Regions from separate parts of the Podarcis muralis genome. Here region 1 is linked to region 2. A link is a contact called in public Hi-C data. All regions are on one chromosome and are shown on one strand. Each heading gives the region's core, a stretch centred on a gene start, on an enhancer-like site or on the middle of the called end of the contact. The rest is flanking DNA. Distances are from core to core; before and after follow the strand shown. Region 1 holds the start of TRIM72 (tripartite motif containing 72). Region 2 holds the start of LOC144325254.

Evidence for each region. A called contact is a pair of places that touch in the nucleus more often than the background predicts.
Region 1: a Hi-C map of blood shows a contact between it and region 2, with 5 times the contacts expected there. The contact joins the promoter of TRIM72 here to the promoter of LOC144325254 in region 2. A contact is called at or near these places in 2 of 3 Hi-C or Micro-C datasets (blood and tail).

Annotation. Positions count from the first base shown.
Region 1 is chr13:15,857,870-15,862,612 of rPodMur119.hap1.1, forward strand. It overlaps TRIM72 (tripartite motif containing 72), which reads left to right and starts at 1,803. Exons shown (of 7, transcript XM_028703546.2): 1 at 1,803-2,017.
Region 2 is chr13:15,571,349-15,576,149 of rPodMur119.hap1.1, forward strand. It overlaps LOC144325254, which reads right to left and starts at 2,410. Exons shown (of 2, transcript XM_077917960.1): 1 at 1,660-2,410; 2 at 184-1,108. The coding sequence starts at 1,936. The coding sequence ends at 795. LOC114583250 reads right to left here. Exons shown (of 14, transcript XM_077918115.1): 11 at 4,547-4,801; 12 at 3,408-4,005.

The DNA.
Region 1 (4,743 bases), core at 553-3,052, 290 kb after region 2:
CAGATTACAAGTCCACCATTCTTAACCACTACACCACACTGGCTCTTAGATAAGGTCATGAAGATACCAACCAAAGGTAAGTTCAGTGTTATTCACAATACCGAGAGATGCTAGTGGAGTTGTAGACAATAAAGTTGTAGACGACAGGGTGCCAGCGTTTTGCACCTGTTTCACCCTGGCAGTCCAAATAATCAAGAGGCCGCTGTTCGCCCCCGATGGGGCCCTTTTACTGGGGCTTGCAGGTAGCACACTCCCAAGGTAGTTTTCCGGGCTTCTTCAGCGGCCTAATCTCAAAGTCTTGATATGTATATTGATACTCAATTCTTTCTTGGCTTAAGCTTAAGAGACTGATTTGCTTAGCCTATTCAATGCTCATTCAATAGCCAGGCACTGTCCAGTCTCCCAGCAAACAAATCATTACACATTCATCCAGAACAGGCCACCTAGAAACAAACCCAGCCAGGAAGTGTGGAGGCGCCACAAGTCAGCCACTAGGTGCCTCTGTAGGGCTGCTTCAAGGGAACAGCTTGACAAAGTTTGCGGTTGGATGACAGCATGGGAGGCTGCATAGCCTATGGCAGGGGTCAGCAACCTAAGGCCCAAGGGCTGGAAGTGGCCTGCAGAGGTCATTTGACCACCCCACGAGCCACCCCCGAACTGAGTTGCCTGCTCACGCATTGCACTAAACCAGCGCAGCAAGGGGACTCGCTTCCGCGGCACCGGAAATTGGGCGATCCAGCCCACAGAGGGATCTCTGCGGGACTGATCCAGCCCAGGCAAAATAAACCTTGCTGACCCCTGACCTATGGTACCAAAAGGAGCTGGGGAGTTAATCACTCTGCACTTGCCCAGTTGAGAGGGAGACAGGCTTTCGGATTTAAGGCTCAGGGTCACGGCCCCCATTCCTTCAAAGATTCCTCACTAGACCTGAAGCTTGGACTGCAACTACGAACACACCAGTCTTCCTAACTTTTCTCGCAGGGTCCTTGTAAGGTCCCTGGAGGAGGAGGGGATCATGTAAAATTGTGTCAGTGCTGAACCACTTCAGATTGCAGGCAGTGCTTCTAGAAAACAGAGATGCCAGATGCCGCGGGCACTCCCGCGGGCTCCCAAGGCTTGCAGATAGCTTCCTGAAGCCTGGAGAGGGAGAGGGGTCGGTGCGCACCGACGCTTCTCGCTCTCCAGGCTTCAGCGAAAGACTGCATTCGCCTCATAGGACGCACACACATTTCCCCTTCATTTTTGGAGGGGGGAAAGTGCGTCCTATAGGGCGAAAAATATGGTAAATCCGGCACTGCCCACATGGCCAGAAAAAAAACCCCCATCCTGATACACAGTTGTGGTGCAGGTTCACCATCTAATCACCTCCTGTGCCCAAAGTTCACCCCAAATACCACCCAGTCCATGACTCACCCAGAAGATCGCGCTTCATCCCCCACCCATGTCTTATTCCACCCAGCTCAGTTCCCTCTGCCTGTTCTTGAAAATCCCCAAATGCCAAATGTAATGGTCAAGTTGCCTGTCAGTCTGCAATATCCTTTGCTAGGAAACTCTAGAGCTTCCACTTTCCCCAGCCCTCAGCTGCTCCATGCACTCAAGAATGCAACTGAGGGGCTGTCCCTTGCCCTCCCCGCATGGGAACAAGCAGGGAGTTATGTATTTTATGCAACAATGTCGGGCCTTTGCCTCTAGGAGGCGCCCTTGAATCTGCAGAGAAGGCTGCATCAAGAACTGAATATTCTTGGGCCAAGTCATTTGTGTGGCATCTTTGGTGAGGGGGAGGAATCCTCCCACGCACCAGCCGCCTTTTCCTCCAGGGCACCCCCCGCACCCCAGCCTTCCCAGAAGTACGGTGCCCTATAGAGCTATATATAGTTAGAATCAGGGCGGGACCAAGGGTCATTCACTTGGCTTCTGTGCCCGTCCGGGGATGGTTGGTGTCTCCTTGCTGCCTTTCTGATCTCTGTCTGTTCCCTCTCTGGACGCTGCTGCCTCTCTTCAACGCTTGTCTGTCCTAGTAAGATCTTTCTTTCTTTTTCTTTCTTTCTCTTCCGATTCTTACTTCATGCCTTTAACCATGTTCCAGATACATCCCAAAAAGCTAGAGGATCGGGCTGGCGTTTTATTTAAGGGTTGGTTAAACAGATAATTTTTAATTAAAAAAAATACCTGGTGGGTATTGCAGGTTCTTCAAATGTGGGAGGGAGTGACCGAGGGGAGAAAAGTCCAAATGCTGCCCAGTTGAGTGCAGCAGATAAGACGAAAGCCTTGGGCAGCGCAGCCCCTGTTCTTTGCAGCCAGCAAGCACCTATCTGGCATTTGCGCCCATTTTTGAATTTATTGCTGGGCCTCCACTGCAAGCATAAATTAAAGGTGAGGTGGATGCTGCAGGTTGTTCTGTAAAAGGAGATTAGATGAGCCAGGTGGTCCTAGGCAGAAAGGCACAATATGGAGAGTTACACTATAATTTTTGAAAGGACTCTGAAGCTGGAACCTTAAAGGTGGATCTGATGCTTGATCCTTGGGAAATCTTGGTAAGGCTTTCAGAGGGCTTCTTGCGCCCTTGAAAGGCTAACACAACACCCCAAAGGTGCCACTTTCAGGGATCTGATGGAGCAGGGGTTGCCAACATGGTGCTCATGGGCACAGTGGTGCCATTGAATTCTTCCCCTGGTGCCCACAAAGCCTCTGGTCACATAACCCACTCACTGGCCCCTTTGTCATGAGGTGGTGAGGGCAGTTCCTTTTTCCTCCCCCAAAAAGTACACAGAGCTGCAGGAGGAAGAATGTCACTCTTCTCCACTTCCCCTTTCAAACCTCTCTGCTTTTCAAGGCATAGGTTAATCCAACTTTGCCTAAATTCCTTTGAAAAATGAAACACGTATTTTCTCTATTGCCATCTAGAATTAGCTTATCATGAAAGTTCATCAGGATGTTTTTACTAAAATGCATTTCCCCCTCATATAATGCATTTATAGGTGTTATTTTACCTAATATATGCATGTTTATGTACACCTTTCCCCAATAATACACCTTTACCTATGCACCTGCAATGCAATGCAATGGTTGGAGACCTGGGTTGGAAAAGTTGGAGAAGTGCAGCATTCAGTGGTTAGCTGTGTTCATGCATTGTTTCAGGAAATGTGGGTTGGCAGCCACACGTTAAAATGCCAACCCAACTGCATTTCTCCTGCATCCATCATTGAGAGGCAGTGTGGAGAATCGAGCAGAGATCCAGGAAGCCTTCAGTTCATATCCCTGCTTAATGCCCAAGGTCATCACTGGGTGACTTTGGCTTAATCAACGTCAAACTCTCAGCCTAACCCACAACGCAGCTTGTTCTGATGAACCTGAGAAGGGGCAAAGAGAGAGAGAGAGAACAGTGTATGCTGCCCATGCTCCTTAGACGAAAGGCAGGATAAAAATAAAAACCGGTCACAGAGGCGATAAAATTGAAGACTGCAGATGTAAACTACATTGTCTAGATCCAAATTTACAGTGCCATGCAGTCCAGAGCAATACAACAACCAGCAGGACGAACGCTAAGCAGTTTATCGGGAAATGCAAGAATATACCACAAGGCAGAGCAGGGCTCCAGTTACCATGCCAGTTTCCCCTTCTGAACTATTTATAGGGCATTTGTCAGCTTGGCCTGTAGATTATCCAGCAGCTGCTTTGCAGGCATCACATTCCTCTCCGGCTTGCAATAGTTCAGCCTGAGTCAGCCCTGAGTAGGATGGGGCCTGGGAGGAAGAGGTGGCGAAAGCAAGGAAATCACGGGGTGCTTGCTCAGAAGAACTACACTAGTCTTCTGCAATTGAGCAACAAGCCTGGGATTCCCACTTTGAGAAAGGCACCAGCTTTGGGTGCCTTTATCATGCAGGACAGTTACTAAGAGACTGAGCTGTGAATCAGGGAGAGCCTGGGTTGAAATGGGTTTCTCCCACAAATTCACACACTGCTTCTCAAAGTTGGGTCCCAAGCTGCTGTTGGACTACAACTCCCATCATCCCTCGCTAGCATGTTGGGAATGATGGGAGTTGTAGTCCAACAGCAGCTGAGGACCCAAGCTTGAGAAACATTGACTAAGGTCACATCCACACCATGCATTTAAAGCATCATGATACCACTTTAAGGAGTTCCTCCAAAGGATCCTGGGAGCTGTGGTTTGTTAAGGGTGCTGAGAGTTGTTAGGAGGTCCCTATTCCCCTCACAGAGCTACAACTCTCAGAGCAGTTTAACAATCAAATCCCTCTTCCCAGGGAACTCTGGGAAGTAGAGGTCTCATACTCTGGTTGAGGAAGATGCACTGCTGTCTTCTCTGGACGATCCTTTATGATTTCCTCGCCACTATAATCTCCTCAGTCTCTCTGGCCTGTCACTAACTCTCACCAGAATCTCCTCTGGAGAGCCAGTGTGGTGTAGTGGTCAAGAGTGATAGACTCGTAATCTGGGGAACCGGGTTCGCGTCTCCGCTCCTCCACATGCAGCTGCTGGGTGACCTTGGGCTAGTCACACTTCTCTGAAGTCTCTCAGCCCCACTCACCTCACAGAGTTTTTGTTGTGGGGGAGGAAGGGAAAGGAGAATGTTAGCCGCTTTGAGACTCCTTCAGGTAGTGATAAAGTGGGATATCAAATCCAAACTCTTCTTTCTCTGTCTCGCCCTCAGTCTCCAACTCCCCTCAGAATCTGTACGGAAGCTTCTCCGGCCTAAAAGAACTGTGATGTTACAGTAACAATTCT
Region 2 (4,801 bases), core at 1,160-3,659:
GGGTGAACGATGGCGTCATGACACCTTGGGTGGGGCATTGCTACACAGCGCGCATGTGCAGCATGCACTGTATATAGCGACGCCGCACATGCGCTATACATAGTTCGGACGGTGGTGGGATCCCTCCGTAGCCCCTACAGCCGCATGTAGAGGATCCCCTCCCTTTTTTTATTTAAGTACACATTTTGAATGTTGAATGTTTTGAGATTTTATTTGCTTATTGTGGATGTTGACATGTATGAGAAAGATTTTTGAGAATTTATGACAAACCAATAAAGATGAATTTTTTAAAAAATAAAAAAAATCCTAGAATCCTAGAACTGTAGAGTTGGAAGGGACCCTGAGCCCTTATGTTGTTATTGCAATAATAATAAAACAATGATGACAACAATTGCGCAGTAGGCCAGTTTAGCCAGTAATTGCTTGGTGACAGGTTAATAAAATTACATAGGAAACTGTGTGACGTAGGCAATTTCCTGCCATTGTGTTGTGGTTTTCCTGGTTCAGTTACAAAATGAGATAGAGAGAGAAGCGAAAAGGGCAGTTATGCGGCAAGACGAGGCTTTCAGTGGAAGAGCCCACTCCCCAGTTTTGCTAAGTAAGTCGTCCCCCTTCCCCAAAATGAAGCAAAAGCGCTAATGAACCTCAACCACCTTTACTCTACTGCCGCTTTAAACCACCGGAGTATCTCATTTCGCGGCAACTCGCCGAACTCGGGACGAGGCAAAAGTTTCGCTCCCCTCCAGACCCCCCCCCCTCACGATCCTTAGTATCCACCGCTGCCAGGGCCAAAGCTAAATGGCTACCCAGAAAGCACTCTGGGCTGTGAGCGGTCCTCCGGGGGCTACGCCTCCACTCTGGGCTGCGAGCGATCCTCCGGGGGCTGCGCCTCCACTTTGGGCTGCGCCCGATCCTCGGGGGGCTGCGCGTCCTTTCTGGGCTGCGCCCGATCCTCGGGGGGCTGCGCCTCCTCTCTGGGCAGCGCCCGATCCTCGGGGGGCTGCGCGTTCTCTCTGGGCTGTGCGTCCTCTCTGGGGTGCGCGTCCTGTCCCGGCTGCCTGCGCCGACGGCACCTTCTTCCCCTGGCCCTTGCAAGGCATCCTGAGCCCTGGAGGAGGAAGGACAAGAAGGGAGCTGGAGCGGCTGTCCCGCGGAACCGACTGACCCAGGGCCCTCAGGGGAGCGGAGGAAGATCTGCCGACGGCTGCCCCGAACCGGGGGGGCATTGGCCACTCAGAGGAATCAAGCGGGGCCGGGAAGCTGCCGGCAACTCCCTTTCAAAGGCCGAGGAAAATCTTCCTCTGCTAAATCAGGAAAGGAAACACCCGGGGGGTTGGGTATGCGGAGGGGAGCTCTCCTGGGCTCAGGGGAGTCGAAAAGGGGTGGACCCCAGGCAAGAAGGGGCTTTACCTGCTGGCTGCGCTGGAGGGTCCTTCGCAGCCCCCGGAAACCTTGTACTAAGGAATAATAAATTAAATATTGGATTGTCTGCGAAAGAATTCCTTGCAAGGTGAAATGCGTGAGGAATTGAATGGGTGGAAGGGGGAGGGTTGGAGGAGAGAGCTAATTTCTCCGTGGCCAGGGGGCGCAATCTGAACGCTTCTGCCAGGGGCGCAAGATCAGCCTGGCCGCTGCGCTCCCTCCCCAGCCGCTCCTTACTTTTCCCAGTGGCGGCCAGGAGCTCCTCGGCGCGGTCCTTGCAGTTGATGGCTTTCAGCACCTTGGCGGTCAGCTTCACGGCGTACTCCTCGGCGTAGAAGCTGATGAGCAGATCTTTGAGGTCCAGCGCATCCACCTTCTGCAGCCGCCCTCGTGGGATGTTGTCGTAGCCCTTGGAGATGGGGAACCTGTTCAGCTTGGCCTTGAACCTCCTCAGCTCGTCCTCGTTCAAGTTCTCCAGGCAGACCAGCAGGCGGTCCTCCGCGCTCCTCGCCATGGCGCTCCTTCAGTGCCAGCAAGAAACGAAACTTGCTTCGCGGAAGCTGCAAAATTGAAAGCAGGCATCGTGCCTGGGGTGGGTAGAGGATAGGCATGTAGGACTCGGATTGGTGCAGCGGGAGGAGAGAGGCGTGGCCTGAGTGAAAGCTCCAAAAGGTGCCGGAAACGCTCCCCCGAGGCTCTCGCGCTTCCCTCTGTCTGTTTTCTTAGCAAGCTGGGCAGAGACGGTTTCTCCCATTATAAACATTTGCTTACAAAAGGCGCTCTGGCAGGGGCGGAGCAAGGCAGGTGTACCTGTAGGGCAGCAGGTAGCCTCCTCGGAGGCCCCGCGATCTCCCCCCCCCCCGAAAAAAAGAGTTCAGCAACTTTTGTCACTGCCAGTTGCCACTGTCTCTTGAGAGTTGGACGTGCCTGCTATAAATAAAATAACACAAGCCAAAACAAAATCCATCCTGTAGATTTAAGTATCTGTCCACAGTCGCCTGCTTGTTATCAGAGCCCCAGAATCCACATTCCTTTGTAAGAAAATATGAAATAAAGTCAAACCATTTTTGCAGGCACAAATAATAATAACAAATAAAAAAATCAATGGGGGGGGGGTGCAAGAAATTTTCCGCACCAGAGACCACCTGACCTTGCTGCTCCTGCTTCTTCCTGGTGCCAAGTTGTGCAGGCAAACCCTCCAACATTTCTCTGATGAAAATAGGGGAACAACAACAATAACAACAACGTTATTATTTATACCTCGGCCATCAGACCAGGTTGCCCCAGCCACTCTGAGTGGCTTCCAACATATATAAAAACATAATAAAACTTTAAACTTTAAGAAAGACTTCCCTATGGAGGGCTGCCTTTAGGTTTCTTCTAAAGGTTCCCTAGTTACTTATATATCCTTGGCTTGGGTGTAGCAAAACTCGATACCACCCGCCAATATTTCTCCGAGGAAAATAGAAAAGCGGGACATTCCAGGATCAAATCTGTAACCTGTAAATCCGGGACTGTCCTTTGAAAATAGGGACACTTGGCGGGTTTGCAGCACACGGCTCTTGCAGGAGCGAAATTCTGGAGAGATAGGGGTGGGGGGACTTGGGGGGACGGAGCAGGTTTGTAAGAAATAAAGAGGAAAGCCATGCGAACAGCCAGGCGCGGGGCTGTTTTCGTAAACATCACAGAAACATCACACGCAGGCAACCTCTCGTCCCTTTTTTATAAACCTAAGGCGCGAGACTTTCATATATTCCGCTCGAGTTTTCTGATAGACTGACAGAGCGAACCTCGGGCCCGCCGCTTAATCTCTTTTTCTCCCACGTTAGAGGCTTTTGACGCATGACAGGCAGACATTCAACAGATGAAAGCTTTATGCACATATACACAAACACATTTATTTATTTATTATTTATACCCCGCCCATCTGGCTGGGTTGACTGGGGGGACACCTGCCCCCCCTTGGCTGCGCCCATTCTGGGAACCCAGACGAGCGCATGGAATCCGCCTTTGAACTTCCCCAGATGCTCCAAGCAGCAGGGGAGAAGGAGGCCCTCGGGTCTCGTCCTTCCCCGACAGCGCGGCGGAGCCCGGCAGGTGGCGCGAAAGGAACACGCTCTGATTCCAAGGCTTCCCTGGCCGTTCGCGTCGGCTCCGATTGGCCGCGCGGGCGGAAGGGGGCGGGTGCGGAGCTCCGGGCTCCAATTCTCATCTTGCTTTCGCTTTCCTCCCGTCTGAGGAAGCTCCTCTGCTCTAACAGCTTCCGCTTTCGCTTTCTGTCCTCCGGAAGGGAGGAGGCGGGGCTTGGTGGAGGCTCCTCGCGTCGGGCGCGCCAGCCTTGTTGCGACTGGGGCTCCTTCCTCTCGAGAATTTCCTTCTCCTCTCCCGCCTGTGCCTTCGGCGCGCGGAAGGGCTCCTCGGGGCTCTCCTTCCCGGCCTCTGCCGAAGTTCCTCTGCCGGGGAACTGGGACTCCAGAGCCCGCCGAAGGCGCCCGATGGCGTTTAGGACAGCCCGGTTGAGGGCCTTGAGGGAAGGGTCGGGTGGGAAGGATATCGCTGAATTCTTCATAGAGCGGGCAGGCTCTGGAGGCAGTATTCAAATTGTCCTTCCCACGGTCTTTGCACAGAAGAACAGATTCAAAGCAGAGCCCTAGCTGCGGGTGTGTGTGGACCAAGAGTAAGATAGGAAGAGGATGGAGGCTCAGGCAGTAGGAAATTCTGCTTTGAACAGCTTAATGGATGTAGTTGTTGTTTAGTCGTTTAGTCGTGACCGACTCTTTGTGACCCCCTGGACCAGAGCACGCCAGGCACTCCTGTCTTCCACTGCCTCCCGCAGCCTGGTCAAACTCATGCTGGTAGCTTCGAGAACACTGTCCAACCACCTCGTCCTCTGTTGTCCCCTTCTCCTTGTGCCCTCAATCTTTCCCAACATAAGGGTCTTTTCCAGGGAGTCTTCTCTTCTCGTGAGGTGGCCAAGGTATTGGAGCCTCAGCTTCAGGAACTGTCTTTCCAGTGAGCACTCAGGGCTGATTTCCTTAATTCAGTACAAAGGGAAGGCATGAGATCATTCAATGCATGCAACTGGATCCCCTGGGATAGATCTCTCCATTTCTGCAGCCTCAGCTCCATTCAAGGTCCGCAATAAGGAACCTGTTTTTGGCCTTCAATGCCTTGTAGAGCTGATCCTTGCAATAGTGGTTCCAGCCAGGCACCAGCGTGTAAAGTTCCCTCATTTTTTCTTGGTTAGTTTCCCTTGAAGAGATTTTTTGGTACTGTTCTTCATCCAGGATTTGGCCGTGCAGCATATCCAGGACTGCTGCAACGTTGGTGGTCCGCTGGATCAGCTGTTCCCGATACTGTTCAATGAAATGGCAGTCAG